Regions from separate parts of the Sus scrofa genome. Here regions 1 and 2 are each linked to region 3. Evidence: chromatin contacts called from public HiChIP or PLAC-seq and promoter capture Hi-C data. All regions are on one chromosome and are shown on one strand. Each heading gives the region's core, a stretch centred on a gene start, on an enhancer-like site or on the middle of the called end of the contact. The rest is flanking DNA. Distances are from core to core; before and after follow the strand shown.

Region 1 (4,008 bases), core at 320-2,819, 1.1 Mb after region 3:
TGACATTCAACCCATGCCTTTCAGCTTACCATGCCTGCATCCCCTCCCCTACTTTGGTAGATTAATTAAACATCATTCTCCTAACAGTTCTTCCTCAAGCTTTTATTTCCTATTGTTTGTAGGATAAAGTCATTTCAAGACCCACAAATTAGTCTCTCCACCTTTACATTATTATTTCTCACTCTTGCGTTAGCATAAATCTTTTATTCCAGTCAGGCTAGTCTGTTAACTGTTCCTGAAATTTTCCCATTTTCCATTCTTGTCATTTCCCCACCTGGGATGCTTTTGCCGTCCTTCTTAGTTTATGCTCACTCTACCTGACCTTTAAGATGTCTTCCTTGAACATCCTAATCTTTGAACTTAAATATTATTTAATGTTTTATTGCGTATTGATTCGTGACCCTTACTTTATGGTTATTTGGACATACTGTTTAGCTTTTCTATGCACATATACTTATTTATCTCCTTTATTAAATACCAGTAGTTATTAAGCTATACCATAAGTTACAAAGAAACTTTCTACTGTGGTATTTGTGACCAGTTTTCTATTTGGACTTGGACTTGTTCTTTGGGTTTTTCAGATTGCACCTCTATACTTTATAGTACTTTATAGAGAAGTTGAACCAAATTCCTTAAACTGTTCTGTGTTGTGCTTTTTTAAAAAAGGAAGGAAAAAAGAAAAGGGGAAAATGATCCCAGGAATATTTTGTATACATTTAAAAATTTAATGTAAGGTAATTTGTTAGATGGTTAAAAAAATAATAAAAGCAGGGAAGGAGGGAAGTATGTTGTGATTTTAAGTAGATGGGCAGATAGGCAGAGAAACCTTGGGGGTGGGGGTGGGGGAGGTTGACTAAAGACCTGAAGGAGGTATAGGAGCTGACATCTGGGAGAAGAGTATTCTGATAGAAGGAACAACATGTACAAAGTTTAGAGAAATGGCAGAGTTCAGTGTTTATGCAGCATGACTAAAAGGAAGAGTAGTTAGATGAGGTCAGAGAGATAATCAGCTAGAGTAGCTAGATCAGCTACTGGAAAGACTTTACATAGTTTGTTATACTCCTTGGAATTTTCTATGGAGTACCTTGTGTTAAGATATATAATTCTGGGGTTCCTGTCTTCGTGGCACAGTGGAAATGAATCCGACTAGGAACTATGAGGTTGCAGGTTTGGTCCCTGGCCTCGATCAGTGGGTTAAGGATCCGGCATTGCCATGAGCTGTGGTATAGGTCGCAGACACGGCTTGGATCTTGCATTGCTGTGGCTGTGGCGTAAACTGGTGGTTACAGCTCCGATTAGACCCCTAGCCTGGGAACCTCCATATGCCACAGGTGCAGCCCTAAAAAGACAAATATATATATATATATATGACAAATATATATATATGAAATTCTGAATTTTAATAACTGTGGGCCATCCAGGAATGAAGTACTTTACCCAAATCTTAAGAATTTTGTTATATTTTACTTGACAGAAGTAGTGGTAACTCAAGAATACACCAAAGTGCAGCACCTATATTGGTTCTTTTGCTTTAAGACTTGTACTTATAACTTAATTTTTTTTTCTATAGGTAAATTAACATGATGGATTTCTCCAAGCTACCCAAAATACTTGATGAAGATAAAGAAAGCACATTTGGTTATGTGCATGGGGTGTCAGGACCTGGTAAGTAATACATAATAATCTCAATAGTAAAAATTCCTAACGTCAGTTAATGTCTGTTCAAGGTGTTTTAGGCAGAAATGCAGAAGTTTCTATTCCCCTACATAAGTTCTGCCTATCCTTAAAAGATTTCATAGCTGCTGTAAGACTGAGATAATATGGAAATCATAAGGGCTCCTGTAACATTTATTATCTAAATTTGGTTATTGCTTTGCTACTGATTTGTAATATTTATTATGTAAATGTATATTGGTGTTATGTCTTAATTTTTTTTTTGTTAAATCAGTTTAAAAAGCTGTAAAATTTACAGGTTTTAGTATGTGATACCTAAATATCTGTTAAAAATTTACAGGTTTTAGTATGTGATACCTAAATATCTGTTAATGTGGTTTGAATTTTAATAATTGCTTTCAGAGCATTTCTCAGAAATATCAACCTTGGCTCTTTGCATGTATAAATCCTTCCGAATGGTTCTTTCAGATATCACGTAACTAGCTACTTGTGGGAAAATAGTCTTAGGATATGATAATGAGAATGGAAAGCAGTTTATGTTTGCTTTGCCTATATGTGGAGTACTGCATTTTATTTTTTTATTAATTTTCTTTTTTTAATACTCAAATAAATTTATCACATCTCTAGTTGTATAATGATCATAACAATCTAATTTCACAGGATTTCCATCCCACAGCCCAAGCACATATCCCCAACCCCCAAACTGTCTCCTCCAGAGACCATAAGTGTTTCAATGTCTGTGAGTCAGCATCTGTTCTGCAAAGAAGTTCATTGTGTCCTTTTTTCAGATTCCACTTGTCAGTGAAGGCATTTGATGTTGGTGTCTCATTGTATGGCTGACTTCACTTAGCATGATAATTTCTAGGTCCATCCATGTTGCTAAAAATGCCGGTATTTCATTCTTTTTAATGGCTGAGTAATATTCCATTGTGTATATGTACCACATCTTCTTGATCCACTCCTCCATCGATGGACATGTAGGTTGTTTCCATGTTTTGGCTATTGTAAATAGTGCTGCAATGAACATCGGAGTACATGTGTCTTTGCAAGTTGTGGTTTTCTCTGGATAGATGCCCAGGAGTGGGATTGCTGGATCAAATTGTAATCCTATTCTTAGTCTTCTGAGACATCTCCATACTGTTTTTCCACAGTGGTTGCACCAATTTACAATCCCACCAACAGTGTACTAGGGTTCCTTTTTCTCCACACCCTCTCCAGACTTTTTGATGATGGCCATTCTGGCTGGTGTAAGGTGGTACCTCAGAGTGGTTTTGATTTGCACTTCTCTAATAATGAGTGATGTTGAACATCTTTTCATGTGTTTTTTGGCCATCCGTATGTCTTCTTTGGAGAACTGTCTGTTTAGATCTTCTGCCCACTTTTTGATGGGGTTGTCTGTTTTTTTGGTATGGAGCTGCAGAAGGTGTTGGAGTACTGCATTTTAAATAATGATTCTCAGAGTTCCTGCTGTGGTACAACAGTATCAACAGCATTTCTGCAGGGCTGGGACACAGGTTCAATCCCTGGTCAGCATAGTAGGTTAAGTATCCGGCGTTGCCGCAGCTGCGGCTTAGGTCCCCATATGCCACAGAGTGACCAAAAAAGGAAAAAATAATAATCATAATAACAATGATTCTTGTTCTGGTATTCATTTTGTTATTCAATACTTCCACTGCAAAATGTGATTCACAGTTTCCTGGGTAAAACCTGCTCATTGATTTGTAATCCTCAGAGGCATGGAAATTCATTTTTCCTTATGTCTTTTTTATAGACCTCATGTTAGTCTTATTCTTGTTCAAATCATAGTGGAGGTGATGACCCTTTTTTGTTAGTGCAAATGAAGACTGTCAGTCACCATGCTTCTTGTTTCTCCTTAAGAACCTTCTACTGCTTAGAACTTGGTGTTTGAGCTTGAACTTATTGGTAAATAGTATATTTTGCTGCTTTCAATCTCTTTGGCCATTTCAGAGAAGCAGTTTTCCCCCTTGATGATCGTAAGGTCTTTAGGAGAGATCATAAGGGCTACTACACACAACAACATTTAGGGAAGTGCCAAAAGAACACTATCAAAGAGTTTAGGTAAAAATAGTTTTCTGAAACTTGTAGTAAACTGCTCCTGGAACCTATTTATTTATTTACTTGTTTACCTTTATTTATTTATTTATTTTTGTGTTTCTTTAATTTTTTTAGAGTTGAGATACAGTTGATTTACAATATTGTATTAGTTTCAGATAATATAGCAACATGATGCAGTTTTATATATATATGTTCTTTTCAGACTCTTTTCCCATATAGGTTATTACAAAATATTATGTATATTTCCCTGAGATATAC
Region 2 (4,445 bases), core at 1,139-3,638, 1.0 Mb after region 3:
CTGGGGAGCTTTTAAAAATATATCTGTGGGAGTTCCCGTCGTGGCACAGTGGTTAACGAATCTGACTAGGAACCATGAGATTGCAGGTTCGATCCCTGCCCTTGCTCAGTGGGCTAACGATCCGGCGTTGCCAGGAGCTGTGGTGTAGGTTGCAGATGTGGCTCGGATCCTGCGTTGCTGTGGCTCTGGCATAGGCTGGCAGCTACAGCTCCGATTCGACCCCTAGCCTGGGAACCTCCATATGCCGCGGGAGCAGCCCAAGAAATGGCAAAAAGACAAAAAAAAAAAAAAAAAAAAAGTATGGGGATGAAAAAGAAAAAAAAAAATCTGTGGCTGAATTCACCCCATATCAAAAGTAAGAGAATCTCTGGAGGGAGCAGCCTGAGCATTAAAATGTAAAAAGCGCATAAGATGATTCTACTATACAGTCCAGACTGAGAATGCTTGGGTTAAAGGATAGAAAGGCAAGGCATGATAGACAGGGTTAAGACCTATGCAGGATTTCAGATCCTGTTTATAAGCAACAATTTTGAGTTGATTGCCTATTGAAGCTTATCTTCTAACCTGAGTTAAACAATCTCAGTTTTCTTAGTGTTTCTTTTCCCTTGTCGACAATACTAAGCTTTGAAAACAGGAAAGCGGCCCATCAATTTCTCTTTCATGTTTCATTAACTGCACGGTCTACGACTTTGGAATATTATTTCCAAGATGTCCCAGAGACAACTCATTTAGCAAGTAATTATTTCAATCCTATGCTGCTCTAAGTCCATGCAATGTGGTGCTTTAATATTAAGGAATGTTCTAGGCAGCATCTATGTCTGGATTTTACAAAACTTTCTTTTAATGTGGAATATAAGACCTATGTATACAAAAGTTATATTGCTTAGACTAGAGCAAAATGTAAGATTAAGTATTCATTTTTTTACACTGCTCCTGAGACAGGATACTGTTCCTGGTTTCAGAAGTGCCATGATTACAAAGTATTTTGCTTATTTTGTAACAAATACTTTTAAAGTACTTCACAAATAAAGGGAAATAACAAATGTATCCAGCATGGCAACTCTGTACCATACTGTCCCGTGTAGGAGGAAAAAGTCATCAAGATGATTAGAGTGTTACAGCCTGTAACACTTCCTTCAAAGAGCAGGTTCGTTTGCTTGCTTGTTTTTCAAGAAGAGTCAATGGTACAAATCGGCTTCAGAATCCTTGTTGCTCAAGGAAGGGTTTATTCAAGAACTCTGTACATTGTTTATAAGTGAACAACTCTCTTTTTTATGCAAACTTAAGTTAATCCAAACTGTCTTGTTTTGTATGGTGTCACGTCAATACATCTACCTAATTGTAAAAATGGCATGAGAACATAAGTTGGAAGCTTCTATTGGGATCCCACATAGAGGTTTGAGCAGTCTCTTATTTCCAGATAAAGTTAATATATTCGAGGGACCATATCCCAGGGTAACTATAGTGGGGGCGAAGGGGGCAGTGAGAATTCGAGAACCCGACAATCACGATGTTAAAAAGAACAAGAGTCCACAAATATTTCCTCATAAATCTAGAACTAAATCTCAAGAGTTGGCCATTCGCTTGACCGCTCCTACTCAGAAAGGAAAAGAAAAGCTTCTAGAAAGAAGACGCAACTCTCGACATAGGGGTGAGAGTTAAAAAGCAAGTCACATGAGTCTGACCAGTGGGTCCGAAGGAAATTCGGAAGGCAAGGAAAGAGGGAATGAGGAGACAGGAAAAGGTGAAGGAGGCAGGCAAAGGCCATCCGGTGTGAACCTGGATGCCCAGCTCTTTATGCACCCGGGGCAGCGTGGAGCCTCCTTCGCCTCGCGCGCATCTGGGGGTCGCGCCGCAGCGCAAGCCCCTCACGGGCCCGGCACCAGGGGGCAGGGGAACCGGTAGGTCGGGGAGAAGAGGGGCGCGCGCACCTTCCGCGCTCGCGCCCCACAAGGCTCTGCACGCAGGGGTCCCCAGGAAGAAGGCACACTTTGCGCAGCCTTCGCCTCCGGGAGCAGGGAGGGGGTGGGTGGAGCAGAGCCCGGAGCCGCCCCCCGGAGCCGCCCCCGCTGCCCCGGCCTCCGCCCCCCGCCCCGGCTGTCAGCGGCCCCCTCCCGCAGTCACTCACCCGCGGGCTGCGTGGTCTCGGCCGCGGCGGCGGCGGCTGCGACCTCCGCCTGGGTCATGATCCCAAGCGGGTTCGGCAGGAGTGTCCGACCGCCCGGGCGAATCTCTCCGTCCGCGGCCGCCGCCTGCTCCTCTGGGGCTGGGGGAGCGCGGGCCCAAGCCCTCCTCTCCCCCCGCCCCGCCACCTCTTCCTGCGGCCACCGCCGCCGCTGCGAGCCCGAGCCCTCAAGGCCGGAGACCCGGCGGCAGCGCGGCCTCAACTTTCCCAGCCCCCCTCCCCCCGCCCCTCCCCGTCCCTCCCCACCCCTCCCGCGGCTGCCGCTCGACACGTGAACAGCCTACCCTGGATGCACTGCGGTCCCGCCCCTGCCACTCAGCCCACCAACCGGACCCCGGGGAGGCTGCAGTGGTAGCCAATCAGAACCCGAAACGCCGTTGCGCTATGCTAGAGGGCGGGAGGAGGTGGAGGGAAAACTGAAGAGCGAACGGGCTTCGGGCCGCCCAATGAGGAGGACCGGGCTGAGGGGCGGGGGGCGGGAGGTGTACAAGTTGGGTTGAAGGGACAGGAAATATTCTTAAGGGTAGAGTGATGAGCAGGACGGAAAGCCAGTAGGTGAATGGGAAAGAGGTGGGCCTGGTTCCTTAAAGGGGACGCCTTGAGAACCTAGAAAAGGGTGTTTTAAGAAACTTCTTTGTATATCCTGTTCTCTGGTCTGCTTTCCACGTCTTTAGTAGGAGTTTGGAAGAGGAAAAACTGACAAGGAAGAGGGCAAGGAAGGCTTGCAAGGACGATTAGAGAGCTTCTCTTAGCCTGGAGAACAGGAAGGCGGAATGTGTTGCCTCGTAACCGGAGGTGGGGAAGAAAGAAGAGAATGCAGACGTCTCCGACAGCCTTTTCACTGGAAGATTGTTGTCGACCTGACACTACTCAGATTTGTTGGCTGTGGTTATCTGTCATTTTTCATTTGCCACAAAGACAGATTCCTGCGAACCGTGTTCAGAAATGTCCCGAGGGCCTTCTAGCTGGGGGAAGAGAGTATGTGGCGTTAAGAGATGGGGTTTGGAAGTTCAAGCTTGTGTTCCTAGAGACCTAGATCTGGGAGGTAGAGCCGCAGGTGTTAGAATGGAGACCTGAGGGTCCTCATGGGTTTGGGATCCCGGAACCGTGATCACAACTCCCTTTTCCTGGTGTCATTTGATACTTCATAACCCCTCCTCTCCCGAAACAGGTGTCCTCCACCTAGTGGTGGCGAAAGATTTCCACGTGTTACCACCACCAGATTTGGAAATGTCCCAGATCTTTACTAGTCCAGGGGCTAGACCAGGTAATTTCTAGAAGGTGCATACAGAGCATATGGCATAGTGAGCCTGTGTACAGAGGAAGCTGACCTTGTACTGGGGGAAACTGTGAAGTTAAATAGTAACTGCATATTACGTCTGTACAGCATTTGAAAAGCTATGATGAAACAGAAGGTCGTTAGTGTTACTTATAAGTGATGGCACTATAAACAGTCTGGAAATTTTCTTTACATCTTGCATCTCAGCATATGACCTTCTAATTAACCTCTGAATGCATTTGGCACACTCAAAGCTGCAGAGTGAGAAAGACCCTAGGGTTTGGAGCCTGATAGTAATGCTAATATAGCATCTCCAAGAAATTGAATAGTATTAGCATGTCTAGCTGTAGGAAATAATTTCCACCGTGATCAGAGTATAAGGTATTCTGGAGTTCCCGTCATGGCTCAGTGGTTAACGAACCCGCCTAGTATCCATGATGGGCTGGATCCCTGGCCTTGCTCAGTGGGTTAAGGATCCAGCGTTGCCCTGAGCTGTGGTGTAAGTCCCAGACGCTGCTCGGATCCCGCGTTGCTGTGGCTCTGGCATAGGACGGCAGCCACAGCTCCGATTAGACCCCTAGCCTGGGAACGTCCATATGCCGTGGGTGAGGCCCCAGAAAAGACAAAAAAAAAAAAAAAAAAAAAAAAAAAAAATATATATATATATATATATATATATATGGTATTCTGGCTTAAAAGTTATTCTGGTTAGTAAATATCATATCTAGGGGATGTATGATTTTTCTAAACAACTAGAATGCCTTGAGCTAAAGTAAAATAACACATATAGTTTTGATGGTTCAGAAAACAGACTTTGAGTTTCTTTGGAACACTATTGAAAACGTATGTTAATACCTTTCACACACAATTTAGAGGTATTAAATAAATTTCTATTTGATAAAGGTATGAGGGGGAGGGATAAATAGAGAATTCGGGATTAACGGATACACACTACTATATATAAAATAAACAACAGGAGTC
Region 3 (4,444 bases), core at 45-2,544:
TTTCACCTTCTTTTTCTGAAATCTAGTAATTTGGGACCTTAGTCACAACTTACTATTTCAAACCCCTAATTAAAAGAGACTTACTATGAACTTTGAAAGAAAAAGGTGACATCTCATTTTAATACCAAACTGATTTCATTTTTTAAGATAAGCAAAATCTTCATTTCAGTAGTTCAAAAGACTTCCGACGTTAGGATTTAACGTCCTCAAAAATCACTTATCTACGGACCACCATCCAACCTGATTGTACCAAGAGGAGCTGAGTGCTGACGGGTGGGAGACAGAAGTATGCAGAGTCGGTCCAAATTACCCAAGAGCCAGAGGAAACACCTAGGGAACAGCTAGGTAAGACCGCAGGTAGGGGCTGCACCTTTTCCCGTGTACCATTCCTACCGCCTTCCCACACTTTTTGCCACCGGAGAACCAGGTGACTCTCCAGGCGCCCGGCCCTAGATCCCTGCAAAGCCAAGCGTGTGGGTGACAGTCCCTGACAAGCCCACTTACCTTGAGGACCGGGGTCAGGTACTCAGCTACTTCCAGTGCCTTTCCCTTTACCGTGTTAATCACATTCTGCATCCTGGGGCCGGAGGAGCGGCCGGCCCCGAGACAGAGTGGAAAGGACAGCCGGACAGGGATCGGGAGTCAGAAAACGTCCCCGCCGCCGACGACTGGCCTCGACACCCGAGGCGACGAGACGCGACGAGACGCGACGGGACGGACGGGACGAGGGGGAGGGGCGGCCGGCGGGGCGAGAGAGAGCGGGGAGCGCGCTCCTCGCGCCCCAGGCAGCGCGCGGTGGGCCGGGCCCAGCTGTCACCAGGCCGCAAGGGAGAGCGGTGGGGCCGACTTAGGGGGAAAAGCGGGCGCACGCGCACCCTCGCCTTCTCAGGGGCTGTCTTCTCCGCCTAGCTTCACTCGCACCCCTTCCGGCTTCTCCTTCCTCCTCTCACTCTCTCGCCGTAGCTCCGCCGCCACCTGGACCTCACGTGACAGAGGACTCTCCCGACACGTGACGCGAGAAAGGCCGCGCTTGGGGCGGGATCGGGTCGCTTTTCCCCTCCCTCCGGAAGCGTAACACTGAGCGCGCCTGCGCAATGGGCGCCAGGTCCGCTCTTTCTAGCGTCGGGTAGTTATTGTGCTTTCTGTTCCAGAATAGGAGGGTTGGGTGCAGAGGCTTATTCGCCTTTCTTTTCCACCCATAGCTTCCCTGCCTATGTGCCCTAAAAGCTGCTGCTGTTGCGGAGCCAGACAGTTACTGCTTTAGCTCTAGGATGCATGCTCTTCCGCAGGAAGCTCTTCGAAGGGACCAAGGTAACAGCGCCCCCACCCCGGGGCGGGGTGGGGGCAGAGGCAAAAGAATGCGCGTGCGTTTGAGGGGAGGGCGCACGGGTGACAGAAGGCGTTCCTAAATCGTGGAGGGAAACCTGCCCTTCGGGTGGGGAGGGGTGTCTTTTTGGCTTTGGTACACTTGGGCCCACTAGGCTGTGGGTGTTGGTACTTCCAGCCCATCTCTCACCAATACCACCGGCTCTGCGCTCCATTAAACTGGCATGCTTTGGGCAGGGTAACTACTCAGTGTAGAGTCTAGTGTCTTCAACATCTCAAAAAAGGGCCTTGGAGTCATTGATTTCTAAGTTCCCCTCTGCTTCCAACACTAGTTGGAAATTAAAGTAACAGCAGTGTTTCAGATATTTCCATTTTGGTCATTATTTAACGAATCTTTCACTGCAAGTTCTTTTTTTTCCTCCTATGGAAAAGCTGCTACTAAGGAGAAAAATACAAATCTGAAATTATCTTTTAGACCACAGTTGCTCATAAGAGTGAAAGTTAAAAGAATTGTTTCTCTGCAAAATTCTGCAGTCCCAAACTGTCCTTTTGTCAGCACTTCTAATCTAGCCCTTGCCTTTTCTGTGTCTAGAGTTCCCCTTCCTATCAAATTTTGACTGTTTCATTTCCTTTCACCATAGTTTTTCTTGTAGTTCTCAACTTTTTTGATTTTGATATAGACATCTAAAAAATTCCTTTTCTGTTCTTCACAAGTCAGTGGTATGTACATTATACTTAATCGGCTGTCAGGGTTGTTCATGAACATGTCCTTCTCTTTAAGGCAGTTGAAAAAACAGTGAAATGGAAAGCACATGTTGTGGTCTTCCAGTGTTATGCTCCTGGTCAACAATGTATGCATTCCTGCTAGGGGTGGTATTCATTGCTTTAAGCTCAAGTCGCATCCTACTTGTAAAATATTCAGCCAATGAAGGTAAGTTAAGACTTGGATTATGTATGGAACTCTGCCATTTAATCACCCATTGTCTTTCTTGTCTTTGGTTTCCTTGTGTGTAAAATGGGGATTATATCCTTAAAAGTACTCTGCTTCATGTGAGTAATAAAGCATGATTCAATTTGGTTCTTTAACCTTTCATACCTTAGCAAGAAAAATTTTTGATGCTGAGTGAAATTTGGGTCAGGCAAGTACAGAATCAAACCCTTAGCAGAATGGATCATAACATCTGACTATTCAGTCAACAGGTGTTTCTGGGCCTGTAGCAATATGTATTATAACTTATCTTGAAATATGAGATATTTGTTGATCCCCTGGCATTTATAAGATAGTATTTTAATTACATTATCAATGAAACAGTATAGGTTATTAGCTTTGACAAATACATACTCAAGAAATCTTGTTCTTAACAGAAGAATTTGTATTTAAACAGTTTTATTCCATAAAACCTTATTGAGAATCTCTCACTAGTTATTGAGGACACATAAAGTTGGATACTGTGACTGTTAATGGTCTGCTTGGGAAGTCAGATATGTATATAAGTCTCTCTTTGGTTGACCTTTCTCTGCCAGGCACTAAGCTAATAAATATTAGTAGCAGGGTTCAAAGTACATAAGATAGACCTTATTCTCAAGGATTCACAGTTTATTAGGAGAGAAATACATGTAAATGGATTATTAAAATACACTATAATAAGTTTAGTTTTATACCAAAATGCAGAGATAGTTCAGAGTAGAAAGTGTATATATTCTGACTGGGAGAGCATGATGTGGGCTGCAGAGAGGTCAGGGAACAGTTCCCTGATAAGCTAACAGTTGATCTACAAGAAGACAAGGTAGGCAGCTGTATTCAAAACAGAAGCAACAGCTGTAAAAAATGAACAGATGTATTAAAAAGTAGGAATGAATTTCCCACTGTGGTGCAGTGGGTTAAAGGATCCAGTTCCATAGGTTGCAGCTGTAGCTCAGGTTCAATCCCTGGCCTGGGAACTTCATATGCCTCGGGTGTGGCCATAAAAAAAAAATTTTTTTAATTGAGAAAAAAAAAATCAAACTTGGATTGTGAGAATATGTAGTTCAGAATTACTGAGCTGAAAGTTTTAGGGACTTGGAGGAGGTGGGGGAAGGATTGCTTGGCCTGAGAGGGAAGCAATGATTAGATAGTTAAGGACTTCACAGGCCATGCTATGTGTCTGGGACTTTTTCCTTTAGGCCCCAGAGATTATGGGACAAGGAATACTTGGAATGTAAGTGGGAGGGTTAAATGAGAAAGACTGTTATGGTAGCTGAATGGAGAATGAACTAAAGAGGAAGAAAAATAGCCAGTTAGGGGGTTATTGCAAATCCAAGCTACAGATGATGAAAACTAACCGAGGCTTAGAAATAGGAACAGAGAAGAGATGATAGATTCAGGAAATATTTTACGCATAGAATGACAGGACTTAGGGAATATATTAAATGTGGAAATTAAAGGAAATGAAGTATGGGATAGCTCAGAGGTTTCTGATTTGGAGAAAAGAGTTTCTCCAAACTGGTGATGTTCAGCTGAGATGGAGACTAAGGAAGAACTGATGGGACAGACTTCAGGGAGATTAGACAGTTTTAGCTTTGTACCTTTCATGAGGCTGTGTCCTGTTCATTGCAGTATCCCGCTGTATCTAGCACTTCAACACTTCACACGTGTGAAGGAAATGCCAGTTAAGTGAGTAAATAGGAGATAGTTATTCATATGGATATGTTTAGTGAACATTAAATGTCCCAGGATGCAGATTTGGAAACATTAAATTGACATTTAAAACCCAAGGAGTGGAGGGCTCCTTCAGGGTAAGCATGCAGAATGAGAAGATAAGAAAGAGCCAAGGACAGAACTCCGAGGAATGCCAACATGTAACAGGTGTGCTAACACTCAGAGGGATGCTGAGAAGGAATTAGATGAGAGAACTAAATGTTCATGATTTGTAGAAGGGAGTTTGAAGGCTGGAAGGGAATTGCAATATCACAATAAGATAAAGATTAAAACTTGCCCTTTAGAATTAGAAACTAGGATATGTTTGGTAATCTCAGGGACCAGGTATTTTGAGTACAGTGGTGGGGTCAAAAACCAAATTGCTTGGGGACAAGACCTGAGTGGAAAGTGGGTAAAGTGAAATAATGAATGTTGACACTG

The links. Promoter capture Hi-C pulls out the DNA fragments that hold promoters and counts their contacts. HiChIP or PLAC-seq counts read pairs in DNA pulled down with a chosen protein or histone mark.
Region 1: a contact with region 3 is called in an H3K27ac HiChIP or PLAC-seq map of alveolar macrophages. The contact joins the promoter of ATP6V1A here to the promoter of ATG3 in region 3. A contact is called at or near these places in 1 of 5 promoter capture datasets (liver) and 1 of 2 datasets of contacts at active chromatin or transcription factors (alveolar macrophages).
Region 2: a promoter capture Hi-C map of liver shows a contact between it and region 3, with 5 times the contacts expected there. The contact joins the promoter of USF3 here to the promoter of ATG3 in region 3. A contact is called at or near these places in 1 of 5 promoter capture datasets (liver) and 1 of 2 datasets of contacts at active chromatin or transcription factors (alveolar macrophages).

Annotation. Positions count from the first base shown.
Region 1 is chr13:146,162,830-146,166,837 of Sscrofa11.1, reverse strand. ATP6V1A (ATPase H+ transporting V1 subunit A) reads left to right here and starts at 1,569. Exons shown (of 14, transcript NM_001004042.1): 1 at 1,569-1,665. The coding sequence starts at 1,581.
Region 2 is chr13:146,228,128-146,232,572 of Sscrofa11.1, reverse strand. It overlaps USF3 (upstream transcription factor family member 3), which reads right to left and starts at 2,388. Exons shown (of 7, transcript NM_001244860.1): 1 at 2,129-2,388.
Region 3 is chr13:147,275,960-147,280,403 of Sscrofa11.1, reverse strand. ATG3 (ubiquitin-like-conjugating enzyme ATG3) reads right to left here and starts at 1,294. Exons shown (of 12, transcript XM_003132682.6): 1 at 505-1,294. The coding sequence starts at 576. It overlaps SLC35A5 (probable UDP-sugar transporter protein SLC35A5), which reads left to right and starts at 1,018. Exons shown (of 7, transcript XM_013982457.2): 1 at 1,018-1,311; 2 at 2,108-2,257. The coding sequence starts at 2,128.